Linked DNA regions of Mus musculus: all the other regions are linked to region 1. A link is a contact called in public HiChIP or PLAC-seq data. All regions are on one chromosome and are shown on one strand. The core of a region is the stretch at or near the end of the contact, and the rest is flanking DNA. Distances in the headings are between cores, read along the strand shown.

Region 1 (6,862 bases), core at 2,622-5,121:
CTTCATCAGCAATTCACACCAGCTGTGATGATCCAGTGTCCTCTTTCTCTGTACTATCCTAAGGCTAAGCATGAAAACATCTGTTAATATGTAGCAAAATTCTAATGAAGAGTGCTTGAGTGGCATATCTCTTTTGGAGGAAGAGATCGAGGGGACCTGCCCTGCTAACCAATAAGAGGTGATCTCCTGCAAAGCACTCCAGCTTGGAGATGTAGACAGGTGAATGGTTTCCAGCAGGAGACCTTGGGGCTTCTGATAGGCAAGCATCATGGAAAAGTTCTATTTTAAACCAAGGCTACTATAGGGCACAAAGAGAATATTATTTCTGAAACCAGTGAAAAACTTGGAACCTTGCATTGACAAAGCCACTAAGAAATGCTGCTTTACAAATTGATGGCTACTTTCATCTGGTCATTATAAGTAGAAAAAAATAGAGGCAAAATCATGAAGACCTAGATGACATCTATATTAGAAGGTATCTTAAACACCTTAAAGTCTTTCATCTTAAAAAGGATAAACTGTGAGAATAGAGAGTACTTTATGGATATAGTTTATACCAGTTAAGTAGGACTCTAGTAAGGAAGGTGTATTCAAAGCAGCAGCCATGATCTGAGTTCCAGGAGGTAAACACACAAACATGCACATTAACAGTTATGTACATTAAAACAAAATGTTAAGAATACATATGTATCTTTTAAAGTACTCTACTTTCTTTAATTTTTTCTTTGTTTTTAAAGAATTTCATGTATTTCATCAAATGAAGTATGATGATATCTACTGTTTTAGGATTTATATTGCTGCAACACAAACACCATGACCAAAAAAGCAAGTTGGAAATGAAAGCATTCTTTCGGCTTACACTTCCAGATCACAGTTCATGATGGGAGAAAGTCAGGAAAGGAACTCAAGCAGGGCTGGAACCTGATGCAGAGGCCATGGTGGTATGCTGCTTACTGGCTTGCTTCCCATAGTTTGTTTTGTTTGTTTTCTTATAGAACCCAGGACCCCAGTCTGGGCATAGCACTACACACCATGGGCTGGGCCCTACCCAAGTGATCACTAATTGAGAAAATGACTTACAGCTGGATCTCATGGAGAGGCACTCTCTCAACTGAGGCTCCTGACTCTGTGGTGGGCCTAGCTTGTGCCAAGTTGACATAAAAAACAATCTATTATTTTTTAGCCTATTTAAACCCCCTTTCCTCCCGACATATTCCTTCTTGACTTTATGCCTTTTTTTTTTTAATAATGTACAATGTCCACTTCTGCTCTTGAGTGGATGGGTGTGTGGCAGTTGAATGAAACACGAGGAGCCCACCAGTGATCACATCAAAAAAGATGATGGTTTTCCTTCCACTAACAGGTACAAAGTGCCAGTAGCTCCTTAGAGGTGGGGCATTGAGAGCATCTATGTACCTCATCTATTCTAGGATCTTTTTCTATCATGATCTTTTTACTTACTCTATTTTATTAATCATTTTAGCCTTTCACTAAATGTATTTTGATTATATTCATCCCCTGCATCTACTTTTAAGTGCTCTGAGCTCTATCCTAATCCCCCATCTCCTACTTCCTGTCCTCTCCTCCTCCTCTTCTTCCTCCTTGTTCTTCATTTTTCAATAACCCATTAAAGCCAATTTTCTCTGTCAATATACTAAAGAGTGTGGGGTCACATGCTTAAGGATCACTCACTCTTCCTCCCCCAGAAGCCATCAGATGTCTATCACTCCTCAGTCAGGGGTCTAGCTAGCATATTGACTGACTTGATCTTGTGCAGATCTTAAGCAGGAAACAAGAGTTGCTAAGTACTTGCCAAGTCAGAAGACAGAGTTTTGATTTGTGTTCCACAACTGAAGCTCTTAGACTCTTTTCCCTGTTTCTTGATAATCCCTGAGGTTGGTGATGGTATATATGTCCCATATGTGGCTGAGTACTCATTCCACTGACAGGTAATGTGTGAACAAAGAGAGAATTTAAATTCTCAAAATCTCAGTTGCCTTGCCTTAAAAGTGGCTGTAACCCATGTCTCCTAAAGGTGGTTATAGTAAATAATTCCTGAGAAGTGACTGTCACATGTCCTAGCACATTCAAGAAGTACTGGAGACAATGACAGTGGTGATATATATGAATTCATAAGCAGTAAGTGATCACCGTGCACTGGTCTGGACACTGAGACTATGCAGCAGCGAGAACGATACTTGTTATACAAACTCATGAGTTGCCAGGAAACAGAGATGTAGCAAAACAGCTGGGTAGATGCATTCATCAACCTTTATTGAGGGAACACCTGCCAGGCACCAATAAACTACTGTACAAATTGACGTAATTACAGCACCTTGTCCCTGATATCAGAGGCAGTAAAGTCTAGGGGAGGAGACAGGTACTAAATAAATCTCTGCAGGATATCCTGGGAGAATTTTCTGTCCACTGGCTGCACATGCCTGGAATGAATTCCTGGTGAGCTAACTTGAGGTAGAGATTAGGAATATTGTGATAATCCACTGAACAGTTCTTGGAGGGCTATCACCCCACACTGTAGACACCATGACAGATGGTCTAGCAATGGGACATGGGGTGTTTGAAAAAAGATATTCAGGAAGCTATGGGATAGGGAAGTCTGAATTCATCTGGATTTGAGAAAGTGGAATTGCCCCACAAAGCTTCTCAGAGGAAATGGCTTTGTAAAAAAAGAAGATAGTCTCCCAATAGATATGTTAAGGCAGAGTGAGCAAAAGTAACAGGGGTCCAGCTCAGTGGGAGGATCAAGGAGCATGGCTGAATAGCAAAGACTAGGGAGCCCTATAGGAGGGAGCCTCCATCACACAAGAGGTCAAGAAACAATCCTAGCCCACGCATGCATGGAATAGGAACCAGAGTCATTGTGCTTCCTCTGTGTGAAGATGAGGAGAGCAGTTGGTGGAAGTGCTGACTCTGACCTTAACCAAGCTGACTCTTAGGGAAGAGAAAACACCCCTAAGTCTAAAGACATAAGTCCATCAGTGTGTGTGTGTGTGTGTGTGTGTGTGTGTGTGTGTATGTGTGTACTTGCTAAAAGACAACCTCAGGTTTTCCTTCTCAGGAGCCATCTACTTTTCTTTTCCTTTTGAGATAGGGTCTTTCACTGGTAATGTAATCTATCCCCAAGCCCTAAATACATCATTTCCATAAGCAGAAGTTGCAGGAGATGGACTTATTGGTACCTTTGATGTGTCTTCAACTGTGAGTGACATTTTATCAAACAGAATCAAGAAGAGCAGCTCAAGAGAGCCTCAGCAACAGCCATAGAGAAGGAAGCATGAAGAAGCAAAGATAAGTACTCTCAGAGAGAATTGATTCCAGCTTTTATCTTTTTAAGTTCTGCACCTGTAGTCTAATCTCTTATACTTGAATACTTAAAAGAACATTAATCCACACATAAATGAAAGTAGATAATGGCTTAATATTTTTCATGTGTCAGATAATGAACGTTTAAAAAGTGCTTCTAACCCTCTATACATAAGAATCTGAGAAACTTAGCGAAGGAGAGGCTGGATTCATGCTCCTCTCTTCATTGCTAAAACAGATTTGTATTAGATCCCTTGGCGCTGGGGCTATAGGCATTGGTGAGATGTCCTAAATGAGTGCTGAGATCTGAACTCTGGTCCTTAGGATTGGGCAGCAAGCACTTTTAACCATGGGGCCATCTGTTCCACCCCCAAGGGAGCACTGTCTTTGAGAAAATGTTTAATTACTTTAGAGATTTGTAACAGGGATTTAGGGTGGAGTGGGGCACTTGGTGATTGATGTGTAGAGCTAGGAGTTTACAGTGCTATGAGGATAAGGCTACAAGTGTTAAGTCAGTGGCTGTCAAGGAAGTTACTCATTGTCTAGGATGTACAGAATTGCAACATAGCTGAGAAGGACTCAGCTAATGGAGTATGACTAATACTGAGAGCAAGACAGTGTTTCAGATCAGGAAAAGAACTCTTAAAATCATTCGTTTCAAATATCTAAATCTGGAACTGGGAAGCAGCTTAGTGGGTAAACTGCTCACCATGCAAACATGAGAAACTGACTCAGCACCACCAGAACCCACACAAAAGTCCTATTTGGTAGTAAATGTTTACAATGCCAGTGTTGCTAGGACAAAATGAGACACGGAGACAGGAGCTTATTAGGACAAACCCATAAGGCCACTGGGTTTTCCTATGAGGCTGTTATTTTCTAAGTCCTTGGGGCGGGTGGGGCTTCAAGGTTAAAGGTAGGTCTTGAACAGGACAAAGCCAAAGAGATTTGGATGGGACCATAATCTTTAACAAGCCTCCGTGTCCTTCAGTTAACAGGTGCTTCTGAAATATGTTTACTAGAAAAGGCTGTTGGATAATAGATGATTAAAAATAAAAGTCATCTGGCCATGTGATTGCTTTCTATGCACTCAAAATGTTGATACCCTAGCCAAGGTGGTCATGCCAAGACCTCTGAAGTCAATAAACATTAGGAAGATCTAATATGACTTTCAGAGTCATTGAAACACCCTGCTCCTGAACTGGGTTGGAGGTGGAGCCTTTGAAATCCATAAGCCTAAGGCTGCTGGGTGGTTTAGTCACATTACTGCTTAGGCGCTAACTCTATAATTGCATAGGAAAGAGGTCATCTACAGTGAGACCCCGGGGAGTAAACACAGCTAACTATGTTACCGGGATGGTTTTAATGTGTGCTCTGAGATGCAGGCACTCCTTGTGTAAACCAGGTAGGAGCTTGCAGGCTTCGTTCTCATTTCACTGTTTACAATTTGATGCATCTTAAGAGCCATTCCAAACATTTCCTGGAAAATACTTGGCCTTAGAGAACCAGTGTGACCCTTACTGGTGTAGTGTGGGAAAGCCTGGGGTGGCTTAGACTCCCACTGAACTGCTGTATCTTATGGCAAGGATCAACTTCTGACTTAGTGAATGTTGAGTTAGGAATAGAAATCTGGCATTTTTCACCTTTCAGAAAACTGCCTTCTGGGAAACAAAGGACTACAGTTAGAATTATATGTATCTTTTAAGATCTTGCTTAATATTGGATGTATTTTTTTAAGGATAGAATAAAAGTGATGATTTTTCTTTTTCTTTTTTTTTTAATTATTGAAGTGGTTCGTTAACCTTTCATGCATGTGTGTTTCATTCTGATTGCTCGTCCCCTACTCTCCCCTCCCTCCTCCCTGCTTCAACCCCAACACCTCCCTACAAGTCCCCTTTCCACATTCATTTTTGTTTTGTTTTGAGATATAGTGGACTTGTGGTGTGACCTTAGCTTTGGAAAGCTCTATTGGAACCATGTAGGCTCAGTGTGGATTATAGCACTAGTGGCAGTGGCTCTCCAGCTCCCAGAGTTTGTCATTACCCATTAACATAAGAAAGATACATAGAGAATTTGATGTCCAGAACCATACCAACACAAGAACCGGCAAGTGATTTACTGACTACAAACCTAAGACTCTCAGTGCTTATTGATTAACAGAGAGAGAGAGCCCCAGACTTGGATCACTCTCATATTATGGGATAAATGGGCCCTTTGGAAAGGGACGTTCTAAACCCAGTTCTGCCAGGAGTCACAGAGATGGACTCAGAGTAAATAAGCTCAGATTAAAGACTTTAACATACTCACGCGTGCACTGACAATGAGACCAGAAAAATCAAGATGTTTAGATTTCTCAGTCTACATATATGCATAAGTTAGAAATTAAGTATTGATTATATTTATGTTTATCTTTACTTTTTAAAAAGTAAAAATTAAATAATGACAAACATAAAGGAGACAGAATGAAGTTCTCTGTATGAAAAGCCATGTATATTTACAAAAGAACCAAGTAGAACTTCCAGAAGTGGCAAATATCACTGCAAATAAAAACCCAATGGACATATTAGATGTGCACAGAATTGAAAAATAATTAGGAAGCTGGAAGACTAAATAGAGCCCATTCATCCATAATACAGCATAGAAAAATACCAAACAGAGAACAGGAGATAATCAAAATAAAAATGAACCATCTAACTTAAGTCTGAGTACAGGTAGGGCTGGGGAGATTGGAAAAGATGCAAGAGAGACAGCAGCCATACATTGTTCAAGTTGGTAAATCACAGCAATGTTGACCAGAAAGCACAAGCAAATCTCAAGTGAGCACTTTGAACTTGATTTGTTGTGTATATACAGATTTGCTTTATAGAATGGGTAAACCTGAGACCAAGCAGGGAATATATATTCTTCAATAGTTTACTTGGAGTCAAACAAGTCTATTGGTCTATAACTGAGTAGCACAAGGAATGAATGGTGTACATACTCACTGTTCTATCTGATTTCAATATAATCAACTTAGAAATAAGTCCAACAAAATTACTTAGTCACTAAAATTGTGAGAATGTCAGCAGCACTAACATTTTTGCACTAAGGTCCTCACTGATGGATTATGAATAACTCTAAGTGTATGACGTATTTCTGTCACTGAGGCTCACTGTGTGGCTATGAAGGATCTGGAATTTGAGAGGGTTTCTCTTTCTTACCAGGTAATTTCTGCTCACTGCTATGTTAGTTAAGATGTTTATAGTGTGGCTGAAATAAATGTATTTGGATGTATATTAAACAGCTGTTCCTAGTAAATGCATTACCTTGGGTAAGCTAATTATATCCTCTGTACCAATTTTCTTATTCACAAAATGAGGACAATAATAATGCCTGACCACAGTATCATAAATCATATATTTAATAATATATGTTAAATTCTCATAATCATGTTTCTATCTTAGTCTACTTATTTTTGCTATAGTAAACATATACAAGACTGGGTAGTTTTTTAAAATTAGGTATTTTCTTATTTTACATTTCAAATGCTATCCCAAAA
Region 2 (6,862 bases), core at 1,596-4,095, 680 kb after region 1:
CACCAGCACAGGGAAACACAGGCAGCCAAGTGGTGGGGTCAGGCTATTGAGGCCAAGCAGTTGGGTTGCATACAGCACAAAGATAGTGCCAGAATCTCTCATGGGGGAAAATGATGGTGGAGTCCTTTTCTGGATGGTGTCATTGGACAACAGAAAGGATGGGAAAGTGACAAAGGTCAGGGCTGTGGGTGCTCTGGACACTGCAGGTGTGGTCCACAATCAGGGAGTCAAGCCATTTCTCTCCGGTCCTCTTCCACTTAGCATAGGTGTATTCCTTGCCCATGGCAGACCTAAAACAAAAGATCTTGGTTTCTTCTTTGAGCTCTCAAGTCAGGGTTCCATGAATACTATTGAAATGGAAAGTTCCATGGGCTAAGGGCTTCTCAGCCTTAAGCTCCTAGGTGCAGCCTCCTCTCGTGGCCTCCTTGGCTGCCTCTGGACTCTGAGACACACTCTTCCTCCATACTTTCCAGCATTTGGACTAGCTTTGTGAAAGCATTGCCCCAAGCAAGAAGCTCAAGTTGACTGGGTCTACTCATGGATGAAGAGTTTCTTCCCTGCAGGAGGAGCTCTGGTTGGAACAAGGGTACCCATGGGTCCTTGGAATCGGTGATCAAAGCCTGCATCCTCTATAGATGGACCTCTATAGAGTAAAAGGGATGCCACAGTTTGTGCCACGAGAAAATGCAGGCTTAGTATATTCTTCATCTAACAGAAGACTATCAAGGGCAATGGGTACTGCAAATGGCTGTGGGCAAGAATAGGACTCTGCCAGGAGAAGGTTGGAAGCCATGGTAACAGATAACCAGACAGCAGTAACGCTCATAAAAAAAAAAGTATTGCTTTTGGCCTCATATGTATTAATTTGATGAGGCATAGCATCTTGAGGAAAAGAAGCAGACTCAGGCAGACATGTAGTGCGTCAGAGGGTAGAGCTAGCAAACACATCAAAAGTGAGGTCTCGGTCACTGTGTCCTGAACACTGATCATGACATTTGGTACCTGGGGGATGAGAACTCTAGGTGGTGTTCCTAGCACAAGAATTCTAGACATGAGCCCTACACAGTGGTTTGAGCCAGGAAAGCAAAACCAGCCCATGGCTGCCCAGTTTCTTCTGACCCCGTCCTTGGCTTAACGGTGCTAGCTGGAGTGTTCATGGGTGGTGGCCACCAGAGGGTGCAACAGAGCCATCTTAGTCAAGATCTCATGTCTGTTTAGCTGAAAAGCAGAAGCTTTTGAAAAGGCACACACCTGTGAACAAAGTCAGACCTTTAGAGGACTTTGCTATAGACACGAGCAAGCCCAACACCTTTCCAATAAGATCGCTGTCTCTGTCACTCACCTGAGTAAACCAGTCAAGAAAACAGGCCCAAAAGGGGACAGCCAAAGTCCCCAGCCAGTGTGGACAGGATAATAAATGTTCTCTTCCCACGGTTCACATGAAACCCAGGTCCACTGGAAACCTAGGACCTGAAACTTGTTCTTGGTTATCTATTATTTCTGAACTGTATGCCTATGAGAGAGCTTGATCTGAATCATGGTTTATTAATCTGTAAGAGGGTATTAAATGACATGGTAGACATGAAAAATTGTGCCAGCCATTTTCTGAGATTTTCTATGTGTCTAACATGTATTATGTTCCTCCTGAAATTCTCCCAAGAGACTGAGGTGGCAGTGGTATCTGCACCATACCTATGACTATAATGCTATATGCCTGTGGTCACCCTGTTCATAACTCCTCAGCCAAGAACAAAGACCAGAGCTGATTGTATATCTGTCAGGCCAGAGTAGGCTAATGCTGCAAAAACAAATAAGCTTCAAGTCCCACTAATGGAGAACAAGGCTAGTTTCTTTTAGGAGCAGTTTCAGGGATTTTGTGCTTTCCTTCATGTAGTGACCCAGCCAGTCATGAAAGACATTATTACCAACTTCACCTCCTTCAGCACATAGCCTTCAAGGTCACTGTACAGGAAACTGGTAATGCCTCATAAGCTCTCAAATGTCTCCAGTTAGATCTGATACCCACCACTTCCATATAGGTCCATTGACCAGCAGGAGTTTCATTGCCCAAACAACATCATAATGGGAAAATGAATGGTGGGATAAAAGTTCCAGAATCCTCGAGGGCAACCGGCCACCTCTGCCAAAATCTCTCCTTGATGTCAGAGATCCTGTCCTAGACTTAGAGCCAATTCGTGACAGCTCACCAGGTCTGCTCTGGTCAACCCTGGTTGATCAGAAGGCTTAAAAGATGCAAGCAGTAGGACGGGCTATAGAGAGGCAACCCAGGGGACAGGATGCCCAGCATCAGAGAATAGAGAATGAGGCTGCTCACCCCAGTTGCAGTTGTGTGCAAGCAAAGGCAGAGAGGGCTTGGTGGAGATGCTTGAACATCAGGGAGAATACAATGGAAAGATTGCAGATTGGCCAGAAATCCAAGCTATGCTCATTCCCAGGGACTTCAGGGTGGGTGCTTCTGTGTGCTGACTTTAGTTCCTAAAGTACACACTGGAAGGCTTGAGTACGATGTTTGTATCTCAAGGTTCCATCCAACCATGCCATTCCACTCTCAGAGGTCCTAGAAAGGCAGAGACACTGAACGTGGTTTTTCTTCTGAATGCCCAGCATCTAGCAAAGTACCAGGTACCTGGTTGGCAGGTGTATCAGAATCATGTTGGTTGCCAATAATACTAGATAGGATGGATGTTAACCTGTACTTAGAGCATAAACATTCCAGCCAGGCCTCTGGGTTCCCCTCACCTGCTTCTCACATGCCTCAGGACAGGCAGCCTCACTGACATACACATTTTACACAAATCTAGCATTCCAAGAGATGAGTCGTACTGCCCAGAGCCACACAGCTCAGCTCAGCAGCAGCGGACCTCAATGGGAACCAGGCACTCAGACTCTGAGCCTACGCTGTCTGCCCCTCTCCTGCCACGGTACCCTGGAATAGCTAAATGGTGTACACACCATCAAGATATCTGAAACTGTGTCGGCCACCTCAACACCAAACTCCCAGAGAGAAACTGGGCGGAGTGTGGTGTGAGATCGTGCAAACGGTGAGAACTGCTCTGCCCTCAAGGCCAGGGAAACTGATCTCTAAGTCTTGTTCCACACAGAGTTACCCTGGAGAGGAGCCCCTGGGCTGGTGCATCATCAGAGCACCAGGCAGGCAGGGAAGGCTGGGGCTTCCAAAGAGGTTCATTTTGCAGAAACATACCGAGTTAGGGATGCGGAGATGACTGTGTAGTCCACAGGCCAGATGCACCAAGCTGGATGCTGGGCACACCACCAGACTTCACCAGATGGTAGAGCCTTCCCAGCTGAAGGGCCCGAAGCCCTCTTGTACTTCCCATGGCTTGCCTCTGTCCTTGTTTACATCCTTCTTGAACACCTTGCAGGTCCCTCATCTCCCAACACCACATTCCTGTACCTAGACTGACCAAGGCTCCTCCTTCCTCCCACTTCCCACAAACTAGCAACACTGCTCTTGACCTTTGGAGACAAACTCTCCTCACTTAGGGCTCCATATGCTTCCACCTTCTAAGATGTGTTCTAGCATGTTTATTCTCTTCAACTCCACAGATCCTAACCACACACCTCCTTCCTTCACTGTCCCTGTTTGTCTGATTCTCCATTACAGAACAGGTGTGCCCAGAGCTCAAAGTAGAGACCTGAGAAGTCTCACTATGTCACCTCCTCCCTTTGCCTATCCAACGTCAGTCCGGCCCTTCTGCCACTAAAAGAGACATGGTTCATAACCATACTTTCCATGCCCCTATTCCCTCTGCGTGTGTTCAGGATATTTCTATCTTCCAGTCATATAAAAGCCAACCCATCATCAATCGCTTTCTCTGCTACCTGTCTTGGCACTCACCCATCTGCATGCTGTATATACAGACAGTTGGTCTAAAACACAAGCCAGTATACATCAGTCATTTGCAGCCGCATCTATCCTACATAGCATCTTCTCACTGACCAGGTCTCAGCTCACAGGCTTTTGTACACATGGGATCCAGGATGTCTCTACTTTCTTTCGTAGTTCTTGGCCAAACATTTATATGCAGAAGGCAGAAGTACTACAGGGATGGGCTTCTTCACACCCCATGCACATTTAAGATCTGGTTCCTATCATGTCCTCTAACACCCAGTGAAGAACATCAAAAACAACCTCAGATTCTTTGATATTCCTCCTCTGAAGTTTCCCCTCACTGTTAACAAAAATGACAGGAATCATTGTACTACTTAAATTAGCTCACCAAACTGTGGAAGTTTCAAATTCCTGGTTCCATAACCAGGGTTAGGGTTAGGGTTAGGGTTAGGATATTCTGCACCCCCCAGAGAACTGCCCCAATTTGTATCAAGTAGAGCAGAGAAGAGCCCTCCCCACTCAGACCTGCCTCATACATAGGCTTCTGAGCTAGGGGAAGTGAGAGCCCTATATTTTGGGGCAGTCTTTTACATAGCAGTGTACCAAAAGAGATGGCAAAGTTTAAAGTTAAAGGTGAGAAAAGGACCCTCCTCCCACCATGAATCGTAGCAGGGTACACAGGAAATGGAGCTCTGTCTCCACTCTTGTCAGTGCATCACGGTGACCATTCTAACCCCATGCATAAACCTTCCCTGTGTTTCACAACAAGCCAAGAAAAAGCCACAGCAAGTGCACTGCTGTGGGTAAGAATGTAAATCAGTAGAGTTACTGTGAAAAACAATGTGCGGTCTTCAAAACAACTAAAAATAGAACTTCCGTGTGATCCAGTGTTTCCTATTCTGAGTATATCGCAAGGAAAAAAAAAATCATGTCAGAATCCCTGCGCCTTGTGTTCACCTCAACACTGTTCAGTCAAGAGATGGAATAAACATTGGTGACCCTATCCACATATGAGTGGGTGAGGAAGCAAGAACACAGTCCACAGGAGTTCTGTCAACCTCCAAAAGAATGTAGGAAATCCTGTCCGCTTGGCATGATGAACCTGAAGGACGCTGTATTCAATGAAATGAGTCAGGAGGGCAGATCATGCATGATCTCACTTAGGCATGGAATCTGAAGAAGTCAAAACAGAAGCAGAGGGCACAACGAGGGTTATTAGAGGTTGAAGAAGCACTGGGCAGATGCTAGTCAAAAGACAAAGTTGTTTTTGAACAGGAGTCGTAAGTCCAAGAGACCTGGTTTGTCACGTATTATAACCACCATGTAATGTATCCTCAGACATTGCCTTAAGTGAGGAATGAAGCCAGGTCAGGTCAGGGAGGAGTGTCCAGGTACATAGAAAAGCCACATGCAAAGTCTCCCTGCCACCGTTTCTGCCTCTTTAAAGGAAGAATAATTAAATCTCTGGAATAAATACAAAAACTTGTGAAGATCTTCAGATATTTGCTAACATGTGTCGAGTGTCCTAAATAAAGACCAGAGGTGTGGTGAGAGAAGATATCAACAATCCTCTTCATCCCTTCTGAATAATTTCTTACTAGCATTTTCAAAAGTGTGCGTTTGTGCATGTTTATGCATATGCTCACACATTAACCCGCATCTCCATGAGGAGTGTCAGAAAAATATGCAGACACCTCTGCTCACATATGGAGGCCAAGGGACAGCCTTGAGGAGTCAGTTCTCTCCTTCCACCATGAGACACATCAATTTAGCTCCGGTCACCAGGCTTGTATCGAACACTTCTTCCCAGTGGTCCATCATTCCCGTCCCCGAAGCAAATCCTTTAAAAGACCTACAGAATGGGAGAAAATAATATCCCTCTCAAAAGCTTCATTTCCCAGAATACATACAGTGCCCTTGCAACTTAACAAAAATCAAGCAATTCAGTTTAAAAGTAGAGAAAGTAGGCTGGGGAGATGACTCAGAGGGTCAACTGATCCTTGCACAAGAGAGACCCAAGCTCAGAATCACAGAACACTTCTGAGTAGTAGCTTGTGTCTCTCTACTCCTGCCCCCCAAATTGAAGGATAGGAGAATCCTGACATGTTTGCAAGCCAACTAGCCTGCCATAAACAGTGTGATGGTGAATAGCAGGAGTTCTTGTCTCAAACAAGGTGGAAGGCGAGAACCTACACTGGGGGGGGGGGTGTTCCTCTGTTAATGTACATCCACTGTGAAATAGGTGCCTGTACTCACAGCAAGAATGTGCCACCACCACCACTGTCACTGCCACAGCCACCGCCACCGCCACCACCACCGCCACCACCACCGCCACTCACTCCACACGCACTCACAAATTAACTATGTAAATAAAGAGTGATGGGGTTATTTGTGTAGATGATTCTCCAAAGGAGGCATACACATGAAAACCTCTAGAACATTCACCACCAGGAAAAAGCAAACTCACAATGACCCTGAGGAAACACTTCACACACACCAGCCAACATGATTGGAATCAGCACAGTGGAAAACAACCAGTGTGGATGAGAAGTGGGTAAGCTGGCACACCTGGGCCTTGCTGCCAAGATGAAATGGCACGGCTGCCGAGGAAAATAGTTTGGCAGATCCTCAAAAAGTTAAGCCAAGTTAGCCCATGATCCAGCAATCCTATTCCTAGATATGCATTGCAGATAGTAACAAGCAGGTTGGCAAATACCCCCATCCACAGCAGAGGAAATGAGAGAGCAACCCCCACATTCACCAGCAGCAGAGTGGAGGGAGCAATGTCTGCTCCTTCCACATAGTGCCATGTTAGTCAGTCACAGAAGTTACTTGTATTTACACTTCAGTGTGGACAACCACCAAAAGCATGGTACTGAGGGACAGAAGAAGGAGCCAATTGCCTGTTCTATGACTCCTTAGTATCCACAATTTGTAAATTCCCACAAACCAGAGGCAGAACAAGGCTGGAGGACAGAGTTCAAGTGG
Region 3 (6,862 bases), core at 3,262-5,761, 660 kb after region 1:
TGGTGCTATCAGAACGCCTCTGGCCCCTAGCATATGGTATCCATCACAGACACTGACAGCATGACCCAGGAGTCATGTCTGGCTTTGACTGGAGGCTTGTCACTCACAATGAATTATGTCCTCAGCCCTTCCTATCTCCATGTCCCCAGTATACTAAGAAAAAGTGAGCTCTGAGCTATAAGGCTGAGGTTCCCAGAGCCATTCAACAGAGCAGGCTATATACCCAAAACAGCCCCTGTGCTGTCCTCCTCGGCATAGGACTACATCATTGTGCTCGGGCTTCTCCACCAAGGGTACACATGGGGAGACATTAACCATAGCATTTCTCTCCTGGCTGCTGCTTTTTGAGCTCTTTGCTTCTGCTGGTCCCCACGCTTCTACTCCAGCCTGGGTTTCCAAGGGGATTGCTCAATGGTCTCTTACCTAGGGCAATGCCCCTCATTTCCTGAGTTTAGGAGAGATATCAACGGGCAACTTGGGTCCAGTGAACTGTCAAATGGAAAGGTGGCTCCTTCTGATAAGGTTTTGTTCACCTCAGTGGCTAGGCAGCTTCACCAACCACCCCACTGTACATAGGGACATGCCTGAACCCACCATATCAGGGGACTCTCACAGGTACCCACTGGTGAGTGCTGGGCTCTGTACCACAGTCTGAGTGGCCATCCCCGGCACACGAGTGGGAGTCCCACCTCTGCCAGAACCATCTAATGCCCTTGTCATCAGAATTAAAGTATTCCTGTGAAAATGAAGGCACAATACAGAAAGAACCCTCTGAGTCACCCATCAGCTTTTTTGGTTTGGTTTGTTTGTTTGGTTGGGTTTTTTTTTTTTTTTTTTTTTTTTTTTTTTTTTTTTTTTTTTTTTTTTTGGTTTTTGTTTTTCGAGACAGGGTTTCTCTGTATAGCCCTGGCTGGCCTGGAACTCACTTTGTAGACCAGGCTGGCCTCGAACTCAGAAATCCATCTGCCTCTGCCTCCCAAGTGCTGGGATTAAAGGCATGCGCCACCACGCCCGGCAACCTATCAGCCTTTTTAAAGCTTAGCTCTGAGCAGCCTGGCTGATATATCTCACTCACATGAGCTCCTTGGGAACAACTGGCAGGTCCTGGGGCTGCTGCAGTGGGGCGGAGGTTCCTAAGCAGCCTTTCCTGTGCTGTGCTTGCTACACCATCCAAACCAGGGATGCTTGCTACACCATCCAAACCAGGGATGCCATTTCCCTTGAGGACCCCTGTACCTGGGTACCCAGAAAACAGGATTCCTCAGGTTCTCAGTCCTGTTCTTCACTTCTCGTGCTGTTTGCACATCGGCACACTCCAAGTTGAGTGCCCTTCCCTCCACATAAGAAGATTTGTGGACTTAAATTCCTTTTGTTCTGCTGGGAATATGAAAACACAGCCTGGCCATCCCCCCATGTGACACTAATCCTGGTTAATCAGCCTTCTCATAGAGTCTCTAAACCAGGTCCTGAATCGCTAGCCATTGTCCCCGGGGAGTTGTTGCCTTCCCATCCTCCCAGCAAGGAAATCAGCAAGAGAGGCAGGTAGGAGAATTCAGAAAGAGACTTGCAAGTGTAGCCACAGGTTCTCCCATCTGCTAGCACCTCTTGGTTACAAAGAGATAGACGAGTGTACTGGATGGATCATGGAGCATGAGGCCTCTGAAGAAATAGGCTTCCTCAGTCCCTGAAATGAGATAAAGCTGCTCTCCAGCCTCCTTAGAGTGTCACAAGCCCCCCAACACTCCAGCCTTGTCCGTCATTGTAGCCCTGATGATTCTCACACACTGGCAGTGTACCCCCTTTGCCTTCGTCTCAAGTCCACATTTCCCAATACTCCCAGGCCAGGCAGTGTCCACTGGTCCAGGCACCTCACAGGGCACCCAGCTCTCCAGAATCCTAGTGAGTTATTTCCATTTTCTCTGCTACATGCTGAGATGAACCTCATTCTTATCCTTCATCCCCCATCTTTACAAAGCCTCAGCTGTGTGGAGAGCCATTTGTTCCAAAGAGCCTTTCTTAAGCTGTCACTGGTCAGCCATTTTAGGGTCACTTATAGTCTTTGGAGAGGCCTCTCGGGAGGCACTGGCCCCTCTGAGTGGATTTAACACAGGGACTGTTAGGATACTTCCTGGCTCTGGCCCAGTCTGTGGCTTCGTTATCTACTGGTGATGATGACACAAACAGGTGTGTTAGTTACTCTTCTGTTGCTGAGATAAAACACTGACCAAGGCGACTGATAGAAGAAAAGTTTATTTGGGTTTATGACTCTAGACAGTTAAAGTCCACGATGGTGGAACAGAGGCAGCGGGTGGCAGGGATAGCAACTGGAGCAGAAACAGGGCTTATGTCTTAAGCCACAAACGAAAAGCAGAGAAGGTGAACTAGGATTAGGGTGAAGCCTTAAGCTCTCAAAGCCCATCGCCAGCACGGAGGTATCTGCTAAGCCTATCTAACAGTGCTGCCAACTAGGGGCCAAATCTCCAAATGCGAGAGCCTAGGGAGGAAGTTCTCATTCAAACCACCACGCCTACTATGTTCAGAAGAGTGTTGCAGGTTTCCGAGGGAAAGGCAAGACAGCATGACACTGAAGGACTGACTTAGGAACCAACAGGGCCCTTCCTAGCCTTGGCCCAGAGCTAGCTCCTTTATGCAAGGCCTTTACCTTGCATTCTGTTGAATGGGGCTGAATGTTTCTAGCAGTTCCAGGTGGCTTGAGAAGGTCAGCCTCTCAGGGCCTAACTTCCTCCTCTACAAAACAGGGTTCCAGAAAGTTGCCCAGAGACTCCGGCTGCTTGAGCTTCATGTATCAGTTGCTTTTCTCACTAATATGGCAAAATGTCTGGCAGAAGGAACTTAAGGAAGGAAGGGGCGTATATTGGTTACTCTGACCAAAAGCAACGTCTACAAGAGTACTGATGTACTTCCTCCAGCATACGTCGACCTCCTAACGGCTCTGTAGCTTCTCCAAACAGTGCTGCTATCTAAGATCATGCATTCAAATACATGATCCATTTTTCATTCCAACCATCATTATTAGAGGGCTCTGTTTTGGCTCCCAGCTAGGGTAGAGATCACCTTGGCATGGGTAGCCCAGTGGAGGGATAGGGAGTGACTGAGCACATTGCGTCCACAGTTAGGAAGCAGAGAGCAGTGAATGCTGGCACTTGGGTGACTTTCTCCTTATTCAGTCCAGAATAATGTCACCTATATTCAGGAGAGGTCTTCCCAGCTCAGTTAAACCTTTCTAGAGAACCTTTTTCATAGAAATCCTTTTGAAAAAAAGAAAAAAACATGTGTGTGTATGTGGGGTGTGTGTGTATGTGGTGTGTGTGTGTGTGTGTGTGTGTGCATGTGAAGGTGCCTGTAGAGGTCAGAAGTGGGCATAGATCCCTCAGAACTGAGATTACATACGGGCCTGTGTATGGTGTCCAATGTGGGATCTAGGATTCAAACCCTGATCCTCTATAAGAGCAGTCAGTGCTCTTAACCTCTGAGCCATTTCTCCAGCTACTTCCTTCTGCATTCATAAGATTTATTGTGCTTCTATGGAAATTCTAAACCTAGTCAATGTGACAAGGAAAAGGATCCATCACACCCGGGTATACTACGCACAAAGGCTGTTAGGCGATAGCTCCGTCTGGGATGGGCCAGCCAAGTAGAGGTAAAATGGAGAGGCATGGGAGCTGCCAGGCTTGGTTAGAGTTGTCCTAGGGATCTGTAAGGCAAGCAGTGAGGATCCGGTCTGAGAATATGGATAGAAAACGAGTGCTTCTCAGAGACCAGTCACTTGCAAAGTTGAGGAAAGCGAGGAGGTGTGAGACCTCAGGCATTTAGGGAAGCCATTCTGGCTGGGACCCTGAAACCAGGAAGCTTCAGAAAGTCAGCACAGAACACACCTACCTTCAGCCTTAAGGTAGTCCTTAGGCATGTCCTCCGGGGCAGTGTCAAGCCACCTGCAGCCACCACCACTAAGGTAGGACAGAAGGAAGGCCTCGGCTCACTCTTCTATCAACCCAGACATCGACTAACAGACTCCAGAGCTGTCTGAGCAGTGCATCACTAGAGGGGGAGGGCGTATGAAGGAGGGTAGGTAAACCCCCTCACTGTGGTAGACAGTGACCCAATTGGGGGTCCCGGTCAGCAATAAACAGGACTCCCTAAAAGTCCTCGGCTGGCATATAGCAGTGATACCTTTGTGTAGGACTCAACCATTTTAAAAGCAGACAGCTCCCTAGCTCTTGGCTGCCCCTTGCTTTGACTTTAACCACAAAGTTCTAGAATTCACCTGGAAGATTTCAACATCTCCAGTCTCCCAGGCTTCCCAGACAGCTGTACTGAGCAACATCTTCAGGGAGGAAGCTAGTCACCAAGTGTCAACAGCAGATGCTCTGAGAAGTCCTCAGCTGCTGGTGATAAGTGGCCCAGGAGCCTGAGCAAGCGGCATTCCCCTCCACCGGCGAGCCCCAGCCAAGAGCTTTCCAGCTCTGACTCACTGGGCCGTGGGTTCTCCAAATGAGGGATTAAAGCAGAAGTGAGGCACACCCTTGTATGAGAACACAGTAACCCCAGATCCTGCTCAGGGGATGCAACTTTCAGAGCCAGCATCTGCTTCCTGGAATTTCTTGCTTAGCACAGAGTAGATGTGCCAGAGACAGGAAAGGAAGGGCAGGGCGATGTCTGGGCTTTTCATTTCCAAGTCTGAGAAAGCACCGTATTTGAGGGGAGGAGCAAGTTCAAATTCACGGTTCAGTTCCTGGGTGCGTAGATTCAGTCAAAGGCTTCCCCACTAAGCCTCAATCCCATCACCTGTGCATTGGTGATGAAGATAACTCATTTCCATGCATGTTAGATGCCAGGAGGCTCTGCTTGTACTTTCTATAGACCCTTAAAGAAGAGTGACCGTTCTGCCTTATGGAGCAAACCCAGCAGAGAGGTAGAATGACCTACACAGGGCCTATCACCTGGGAAAGGTAGGCTCAACATTCCCTAGGCCTAACTGACGACAAAGACTTGCTCTAGTCAAAGCCCAGTGCACGGGACTCATCAGAGGTCTAACAGGTGGCAGCTAGGACCCTGAACTGCAAAGTACAAAGAACCAGTTGGCCCCATCCAACCCTGGGGCCCAGTGTTATAAGGGTGATGGGCCTCTCCTGGGGGGGGGGGGAGGTGTACTCTCACAGGCTCCAAAGGGCAGTACATTCGTACGCCTAAGCATGGGGGAAGGGAATCGGAGGGACAGGCAGGTGGAAACTGGAAAGTAAAACCACTGTGGAGAAGCCCCTGGGCAGTCAACTAGCTAGCTGCTAGCTCACTGGGTCAGCCTCACTGTTTGGCTATTTGCTGTATCTCTAGTTCTGGGATCCCTAACACACACACACACACACACACACACACACACACACACACACACACACTGTTAGGACCACTTTCCCCGGGGCCTCAGAAAGCACCGAATAGTCAGGTGCCACCACCTAGAGGAACTGAGACAGGGTGTCCCTGGCTTGTATTCTTTAATGCCTGGTATCATTTGGTCCTTTAAATAAACTTGCCCTTGAGACAGTCCAGCCATCTTGGGGTACATTGTCCACAGGAAGCATCCGGGATTCAAGGAATAGAAACAGCCACGGCTGGTGTTATTTACACTCGGTGCTCTGTGCTGGTCCCCTTTATGCCAGTCATTCTTCCCACCTTGGCCTGAAGCAACAGTGTTTTAGGAAGCAAGGATCAGAGAAGTTCAGAGTCTGGCTCACAACGCACAGGAACTGTGTGGTGTGCCTTCTATGACTGTTTTTACTCTGGTGCTGTTGGCCAGGCTCCACTGAACACTTTCCATAAGAAGACTAGGTGGCACCAAATAGCCACTGATCAGGACAGGGCTTGAGAGCAGTTTGAAGAAGGCGCTCTCTTCTCTATAGCATGTTCGAGGCATTCCGCTGCCCTGGGTCTTACTCTCTGGTTTCTGGTTCTGCTATATGAAGCCAGTGAGCGAGAACCCAGAGGCCTGGAGATGGTCTACTTTTCAGTGATGAGAAAGACAAGATTTGGCCAAAAGTCATTGGGCCTTGAGTCAAGGCTGCCATCAAAAGAATGTCTAGCATAGAGATAATAAACAAGCTGTTTCTGGGCCCCTCTGGGCAGGGCAGAGGCTGTTGAGGCCCCAGTTGGTACTTTGTTCTTTCCTGCCTAGCCACCTGCTCAAGTTTATAAAGAGGGGCGATACGCTGAAACTCAGTGGAGCCTCCCTGTCTGACACGGGGTCTAACACGGGTAAGACCCTTTCTCCCCACCACGTCCAACAGTGGCTGCAGAGCAGACAACTCCAGGGAGAAACAGCCAAGGTCTGAAGGGTGGGGACAGCTGAGGGATGGGAGGTGAAGTAGGCTGAAGAGAAAAGATAAAGTGGAGATGAAGCTGCCTATGTCCTGCAAAGGGTGAATGCTGACTCCCAGGGCAGCAGTGAGACAAACGGAGATATGCTTGAAAGGGTGGAGAGATAGATTAAATTTTCAGACACTACGTCCAACACTGAGAGGCTGTGTCCATAGCAAAGGAAACCATGGGGTAAGAGACTTAGGCTCTTAACCATTATCCCTCATTGCAGGGCATTTGCTCATGTGTAAGCTTCGGAGGTTCATAGTTTAAGAAGCAGGAAACAGCAACTGAGAAACTAAAAGGCTAAGCTTCAGGCTCTGACCATTGTCTTCGGTCCTTTGATGTTTGTTTGTTTTGTTTTGGGCTGTGACAGCAGACCAGCCAGGAAACAACTTGAGAGAGGTTGGGTTTACTTTGGTTCATAATTTCATAGTATATGGCTTCAGGGTGCCAGGGTGGCAGAGCAGCCAGAGTGACTTTGTCCATGGTG
Region 4 (6,862 bases), core at 1,857-4,356, 630 kb after region 1:
GAATGGCCAAGTTCAGGAACAGGTTTAAATGGGGTGCAACTTAGAATGGAATCATTCATAATGGGTGCGTGTAGAGTTTTCCCTAGAGCACTGGAATGTTCCAGGTATTAGGTGCTAAGGGGAAAGTCTCGCTTGTGGATAGAAAACAGTGAATACTGGGGGCTGGTGATGTAGAGTTCTCTCTCGGGCTTGTATACCTTCAGCTGTGCTTGTTACAGCAGGCTCATTTATCCACATTCATGAGCACCTGTTCCATTGTTCCAATCCTGAGACAACAGTGGCTTTTAAAGGTCAGGACCAGGAGTGTTCCTGCACGTGTGACTGCTCACTATCCAGCTTGTCGTGGGCTCTCTGCTATTACCTGCTTCTTCACTGTTGTACCGGATGTAATGCGCATCAGCCTCCCTTGGATCCAACACGTCACTTCAATGGACAATGGATATTTTCTGTCAACCACGGCAGCCAGTCCCAGTGTCACAGGGTGAGGGAGCATAACCACGGGCATGGAAATTTTGCAGGTGCTTTTAGAAGCCAACCCTACACAGAGTTCTTCACTGTTCACGGATGGCCAGCTTTTGGTCTGGCCACACCCAGCTGGTTGGAGGTATTCAGGCATTTACGAGTTCTGCAGATAATCTTGGTTTCAGGAGTAGTTTCTATCTGTATCCTTCCTCCTTCTAATGTTCATGCCTATGATTGCCCTGGTATAGAGTCTGAGTTCTGTGAGAGGAAGGAAAATCCTCAAAGTCTCCTCAGACTTCTCAGTCTCAGCTCTCCCAGTCTCACCCCTCCTGTGAGGCACAAAGCAGTCCATCTTCAGAACAGTGATTGTTACTGTGGCACAGCAAATCACGGTTCTGCTACTCACTGAGATATCCTGACCTCAGTTTCCTTACCTGTGAAATGGACAGAATAGCTAATGATACCGTAAATTAGTTGATATACAGAAACTTACTCAGAGTCCTTCTAGATGGATCTCACTCTGACGGACTGTATGAAACAGAAGAGTCACCAGTACGTATTGATCCAAGCTCAACTCTTGCTCCAGAGGGAAGGAAAGTTTATTCTGAGCCAAATACAAGTGACCGTGGATCAGGAACACAGACTTGGGTTGCCCCAAATGAAGTATTTTTCCTGTTTACTGCTAACATGGACTCTATAGTCACAGAACAAAAGAATGTCATAGAAAAATGCATATACTCAAAACTTCAGTGGGGACATCAGGTGGGCAGGTTCCAGCAAAGGGGGCAGGCTATCCCTGCTGTAGATTTCAGAGGCACTCTGATGACGTGCTTAGCTTTTAACTTGGTGAAAGCTGGTCGTGTGTTAATACACACTCAGGGTCTCACTTGAAGTTAGAATAATGTTAGGTCAGAGACAGGGATAGTTGATTATTAGTTATTAAGAAGACTTAAAAATAATCTGTAATGATTGTTTATGAGTCAGGGTCTTATATAGGCAAGCTGGCCTTGAACTTGCTATGTAGCTAAGGATAACCTTGAACTTCTGTTCTTCCTGCCTCTACTTCCCCAGTGCTGAGGTTACAGGTGGACAACACCATGCACCACTTCTACAGTGCTAGGGATTGAAGCCAGCATAGGCTAAGAAAGCACCCTACCAACTGAGCTACACCCCCAGCCTGGGGCTGTAATGTTTTCTCTCTGTCTACAACAGTTCAGCTACCCACAATTACTGAGCACTAGTCAATCTGCTAAATCTTCAACATAGGTGTGGCGTGTGTGTGTGTGTGTGTGTGTGTGTGTGTGTGTGTGTGTCTGTGTGTGTGTGTGTGTGTGTGTGTGTGTGTGTGTACTTGAGTTCACAACAAAAGGGTGGCTGTAGGGAAGGATAGAGATATGATGTCATAGCTCTTATGGCCACTCCAAAGGAAAGCCTGCTGTGCCTCAGGGACTTCATGCCCCTGTGGTTTGCGTATGTTCTTCCTTGCTGGAACAGCTCATTCTTTGCCTCATCATGAGTCAATTGTCATCTCTTCTTCAAAACTCATGCATGCACATGTCCTGTCTTCTGGGAATCACCCCTTTCCATATCCATTTTTACCCCAGTCTTCAACCAGGCTGTCTCCTTTGACATCTCCTACCCAACCTCCCCACTGCGTGTTATTGTCACCCTGGCCAGTCCTAAATAGCCCTGTGCTATTTAAAGAAGCAGGGCTGGTATTTCCTCTTTCCTTTGTGAGCCCCTGCCTGCACTGAGTGCAGTTTTTCCTTTCCAGCACCAAGGAAGGTGATGGACCAGGCAAGTCTAGGCATTCCCAATGCACTAGAAAATGTACTCCAATGCCAGGCTGTTCCCCACTGCTCTCAGAATCACAGGCTGGCCCACCGGCTCCATCAATAAACACAAAACTCAGAGTGCAGCTAGCTGAGTGGGTGGGGGTCAGGCAGGACTCCTGGGAATCTGTCTTTCCTCTTCAGCCTCCTCAGGTCCCTGCCACCCTGGACACCACCTCAGATCTAGTTTTAAGCCAATGGAAACCAAAGATCCTCTATCTGTGGCCTTGAGGTGTTTTGACTTTGGGAACTTTTCCTCTTTCTCGATACTGGCCCAAATAGCTACTACTTACATTCCTACATGCTTCCACTTTACTAAGCAAGCACACCCAAATAGTTTTCAGCCCTTTCTGAAATCAATGGCTGGGTGAGGAGGAGGAAGGGGAAGGGGAGGGTAACAGAGCCAGCCTGCCTGAGATCCATTTGGCAAGCCTTTGTGTTACATCCCACAGCTCGTCCAAGAGGCTGTTCGGGGAAGACACGTCACTATGTTGCTCAATGGTTTTTGTGTAAACACTTTTTCTAAGCACTGAAATTACCCTCTGTGCTGAGAGTAATGGCGATCGGGAAAAAAAGCAGGAAAAGGACCTTTAAGTTAAGGCTGGTGACGCAAACTTGCTTTTGCTTTTTGTCCTTTAGAACAGAATCACCCTCCTGCACTTAGCAGTCTCTGCAGATGGGCAGTGTACTCAATAGGGCCTCTACGGGTCAGACTCTGTCTCTCCCCATCCCCCTTCAATCCTATGCTTGAGTCAAGGAGAGTCACTCTAAAAGTGTTCCTGGAATCACCTTGAAAAATCATTGCACTGCATGGTGGTTGTGTAATATTCTAGCAAACAACAGTAGAACTTGGAAGTTTCCATCCCTCTATTGCTGCGTACTTGTGTGTCATGCACATCAATACATATGATCACGCTGGTTACTGTTACCAGCCCTGTGATGTTGTGAGCATTTTCCTTCGTTTGTACTATGTCCCGGGGATGCATTCCCAGGACCAGTGGAACTGCTTTCAGAATTTCTCCCACCTGTTTGCAATTGTGACCTTGCTGGGGAAGGAAGCCAGGAAGATTGGGAACAGAAGCTGGAAGATGATCACAAGAGGCTGGGAGAGGGACAGGGAAGAAAAACCCAAGAAGATCCCACAGCACTGTGAGATCGTGTAACAGGCAAGTGGATCTTTTTTCTTCGGGGCTCAGTATCCAGGTCATGGAGGAACAGGAGCAAGGAGATGTCAAACAAAGAAGAGGCAGGGCATGGAGTCAAGGGAGTTTGTTTCTGATAGAACGAGAACCTGTTCTCCAATCTTGCATTCCTCAGGGGCTAGCATGTGGGTGGGACAGGATGTTTGCTAGCAGTTAATGAGCTACACTGGACTGTGACCCACTTCGGGTCATCTTGGGTTGTTGATAATCTACAGGATTATTGCAACAAGCGTGGCTCGTGGGTGCTTGCTCCAAATGTCTGCCGAGCCTGCGGGTCATTTGTACCTGGTGGTGGTACTTCAGGGCTCCAAGAAATTGAGAATGCCTATGGGCCATGAGAGGTGGAATGCCCACATCCCTTTTGAATTCAGGGGCTTCCAAGATTCCAGCATCTGGTGGAATCCAAATAGCTTTGGCTCTTCTAAATGTCCTGAAGTCCAGAAGAACTTCCTAGCATAAGCCACACTTCATCAGCTACCCATGACTTAGATGTGAGAATGAGCCAGGGAAGGGAGGGTCATACACACACACACACACACACACACACACACACACACAGAGAGAGAGAGAGAGTGCCCCAGGGATGGGTTTGCATGTGGCAGGAAAGGCATCTTCGGGGAAATTCCTCACCCAGCTGCAATGTACACACCCAGCTGCTGAAGTTTTTCCTATGCCTCACTTCCTTTTTCTATAAACTGACATAACAAGACCTACATGAAGGATGATTTTAAGAGTTAACAAGTTAATAGAATAAAACTCCAAGGGGCAAGTAGATCAGAAAGGCTACAGAACATGCATGTGTGCATGTATTTCTATACACATATTCACCTTGTATGCATGCATAGATGTGCATGTACTTACTTCATTCATGTGATGCATATATGTATGTCCACAAAAGCACTGGGTCATATGCACTGCATTTTACCATTGTGTTATGTGTATCATATGCATTTATAAATACATTAAATGTCCTGTGCACATACTAAAGCCATTTTAAACAAACCCCACTGGTCACTCCAGCAATTCACTTGCTTCTTATTTCTGAGACTTAGAGTATTTAGTAACCAGTTCCTCCTGCCTCTGTACCCAGATTGAGAGACACAGGGGGACAGAACCACCAGTATGTTCCGAGGTACAAAATGTACAGAATGTAATTGCAAAGGTGGGGTACACATGAGTGACCAGCTGCTAAGAGCCACCTGCTCTCCTCTGATTTCCTGAAGTCCCTCTTTAGGCTGGTGACAGCTGTGAGTTTGTCTCCTGCATTGTGCTGCTGTTTCTGCAGCACCAGGATACCTAGAAATCAACTCAGGAAACCCCAGGTCCAGCCCAGAGCCCACGGAGTCTCAGCTAGGAACATTTTCCCTCAGGACTCTCTGCCTGAATGCCCAGAGTGTGAGCTGAACCAAGGTGCAAGTGTCTCTACCCATGAGACTCTTTAGGACCTGACACCAATCTGGCCTTCCTGTTCAGACATAGCTGCACCTTGGGAGGAGGAAGGGAGTTCCCCAGACACCATTGCAGAGATCCTGAAGTGACAGTTGCCTGAAGACATACTATGAATGCCTGTGCTGGAGTGCCTGCCCCCTATATTTATTCAAAAATTCAGCTAACAGTAGGCAGTTCTGACTTTTATAAACCCCAACATAATTCTGGTGCAGCTCCACACTCTCAGCCCCTAGGGCCCTTCCCAAGGACAGTCCCCTCAGGGACTTTTGTTTCCTTGTCCCCAGATGCATCTCTGTCTCCATCATGAGAACCGGTTATGTTCTATCTAACCAGCTGCTATCTGCCTGTCAGATTCCCCCTGTAGATGCTAGATCCTACAAGTTCTGTCTCAGAAAATATGGCCCAGGCCCACTCCACCAATATCCCCTGCCCCTCTGTGGCCAGAGAGACATAGAAAACCATTCTCAAGTGGCCTATTTCTAGCAGCTTGAGAGCCTATGAGTTTCTCAAGGGCACCAAGTATCTCCTGCCATAAACTTACTTAGTCCCCTGTGGCCCCATAGTGTCTCCAAGAGGCCCCCAAAGCATCACTAGCTCACACTGCAGTGTTCTCTCTTTGCATAGGCTAGCCTCACTGCCCAGAAGGCCTACTTCTCTCCTTTCATCTAGCAAGTGATCCACTGGCTCTAACTAGATCACAGCAGGTCCTGCCCTCACTGAACTGAGCTGTCCTGTCCTACCTGGGATCCTGGCTAGACAGGGCAGATGCACACTACAGCTTTTATGCATACTTCAGAGTAGGGTTACTGTGAAAGACAGTCCAGTAAATAGACTAGGTTTTGCTGGCCAGACCTCCTCTCCTGACTACTCAGTTCTGTCACGGTGGATTAGACGTAGCCACAGCAACACTGAGACAACTGGGTGTGGCTGTGTCCCAGTAACAGACACCTGCTTCACAAACATAGGTAGCAGGCTATAATTAGCTGGTGTGACCCAGTGTGCCTCTGCTTACTATTGATTTCTGTCCCCAGCAATCTAGGCTCTAGACTATGCTACTGACAGCATGGCACTTTCAGTGCCTTGAACAGGGATTACAGTCTGCTCCCCCAAGTTGAATGTGTGATGGCTCAGTGAACCAGTGAGTACTGACCCGTGGGTATCATGCCTACTGACTACCAGCCTCGTTAGTACAAAGGCTATAGAGAGGATACTTGTGGCTTTGTATGCTTGTGGCATAAAGAGGGGAATCATTGTGGCTGTCTAGGCTTGGAGTTACGCTAAAGCCCCTCCTCATATCCTGCAAACATTCAAAGAGCTGCAGCAGGGGTTGGCCTAGTGACCCAAGCTAGCTGGTTAGGGGCATTCGACCTTAGCTCTCAAGCCACCTATGTCTGGGATTGCTATACTCCTGGCAATAGCCCTGGATTCACAACTTCCCAGCCTTGCTCAGGGCCATTAGGATTGAAATCTCTGGGAAGTAGCTACAGGTCTGGGATGGAGAGATGCTAAAGCTCGCAGAGACAAGCTAGTCCTGCCTGAGGATTCATTCTGCAGCGCCTGTGTGTGCCACAGGCTACAAAGGGCTCTGTACACATCCACTTATTTAACTGCCATCCCAACTAGTCAGGTAAATGCCATAGTTTTTATCCTTTTTTTTTTTTTCAGAGCGGAAACTGAGGCCCAGGAAAGTTGCTTGCTTGAGATCACACAGAGCTGAGGGCAAGCTGGGATTTGTACCTGGCAGTCTGATATTGAGATTCTTGCTCATAGCAGCAAGTTGATAGACCCTGGAAAGTCCTCAAAGCCCCAAGGGACTCTCCCACCTTTGTGCCCATTCTACAGATGTGAATACTGCTGCACAGTATTCAGAATAAGAGAAACTGCATCTGCTTCAGGAATCTGTCCTCCAGACAGAAG

Evidence for each region. HiChIP or PLAC-seq counts read pairs in DNA pulled down with a chosen protein or histone mark.
Region 2: a contact with region 1 is called in an HNF4G HiChIP or PLAC-seq map of pancreatic cancer cells. The contact joins two enhancer-like sites.
Region 3: a contact with region 1 is called in an H3K27ac HiChIP or PLAC-seq map of bone marrow-derived dendritic cells, with 3 times the contacts expected there. The contact joins two enhancer-like sites. A contact is called at or near these places in 3 of 484 Hi-C or Micro-C datasets (CD4 T cells, adipose-derived mesenchymal stem cells and macrophages) and 2 of 115 datasets of contacts at active chromatin or transcription factors (bone marrow-derived dendritic cells and pancreatic cancer cells).
Region 4: a contact with region 1 is called in a FOXA1 HiChIP or PLAC-seq map of pancreatic cancer cells. The contact joins two enhancer-like sites. A contact is called at or near these places in 1 of 484 Hi-C or Micro-C datasets (embryonic fibroblasts) and 3 of 115 datasets of contacts at active chromatin or transcription factors (the NIH/3T3 cell line, embryonic fibroblasts and pancreatic cancer cells).

What each region holds. Positions count from the first base shown.
Region 1 is chr15:67,778,145-67,785,006 of GRCm38.p6, reverse strand. No RefSeq gene overlaps it. Among named protein-coding and RNA genes, the nearest start is that of Zfat, 480 kb to the left of the region's middle. Within about 2 kb of position 3,871, at least 62 of the 459 cell types and tissues checked have an H3K27ac peak or open chromatin away from gene starts, as enhancers often do. A contact at or near this core is called in the NIH/3T3 cell line, adipose-derived mesenchymal stem cells, bone marrow-derived dendritic cells and 1 more, where this site is marked.
Region 2 is chr15:67,093,339-67,100,200 of GRCm38.p6, reverse strand. No RefSeq gene overlaps it. Among named protein-coding and RNA genes, the nearest start is that of Gm31342, 57 kb to the right of the region's middle. Within about 2 kb of position 2,845, at least 13 of the 459 cell types and tissues checked have an H3K27ac peak or open chromatin away from gene starts, as enhancers often do. A contact at or near this core is called in pancreatic cancer cells, where this site is marked.
Region 3 is chr15:67,114,555-67,121,416 of GRCm38.p6, reverse strand. The region is part of intron 3 of St3gal1 (ST3 beta-galactoside alpha-2,3-sialyltransferase 1); the gene reads left to right. Among named protein-coding and RNA genes, the nearest start is that of Gm31400, 52 kb to the left of the region's middle. Within about 2 kb of position 4,511, at least 148 of the 459 cell types and tissues checked have an H3K27ac peak or open chromatin away from gene starts, as enhancers often do. A contact at or near this core is called in adipose-derived mesenchymal stem cells, bone marrow-derived dendritic cells and pancreatic cancer cells, where this site is marked.
Region 4 is chr15:67,142,790-67,149,651 of GRCm38.p6, reverse strand. The region is part of intron 2 of St3gal1 (ST3 beta-galactoside alpha-2,3-sialyltransferase 1); the gene reads left to right. Among named protein-coding and RNA genes, the nearest start is that of Gm31400, 24 kb to the left of the region's middle. Within about 2 kb of position 3,106, at least 170 of the 459 cell types and tissues checked have an H3K27ac peak or open chromatin away from gene starts, as enhancers often do. A contact at or near this core is called in the NIH/3T3 cell line and pancreatic cancer cells, where this site is marked.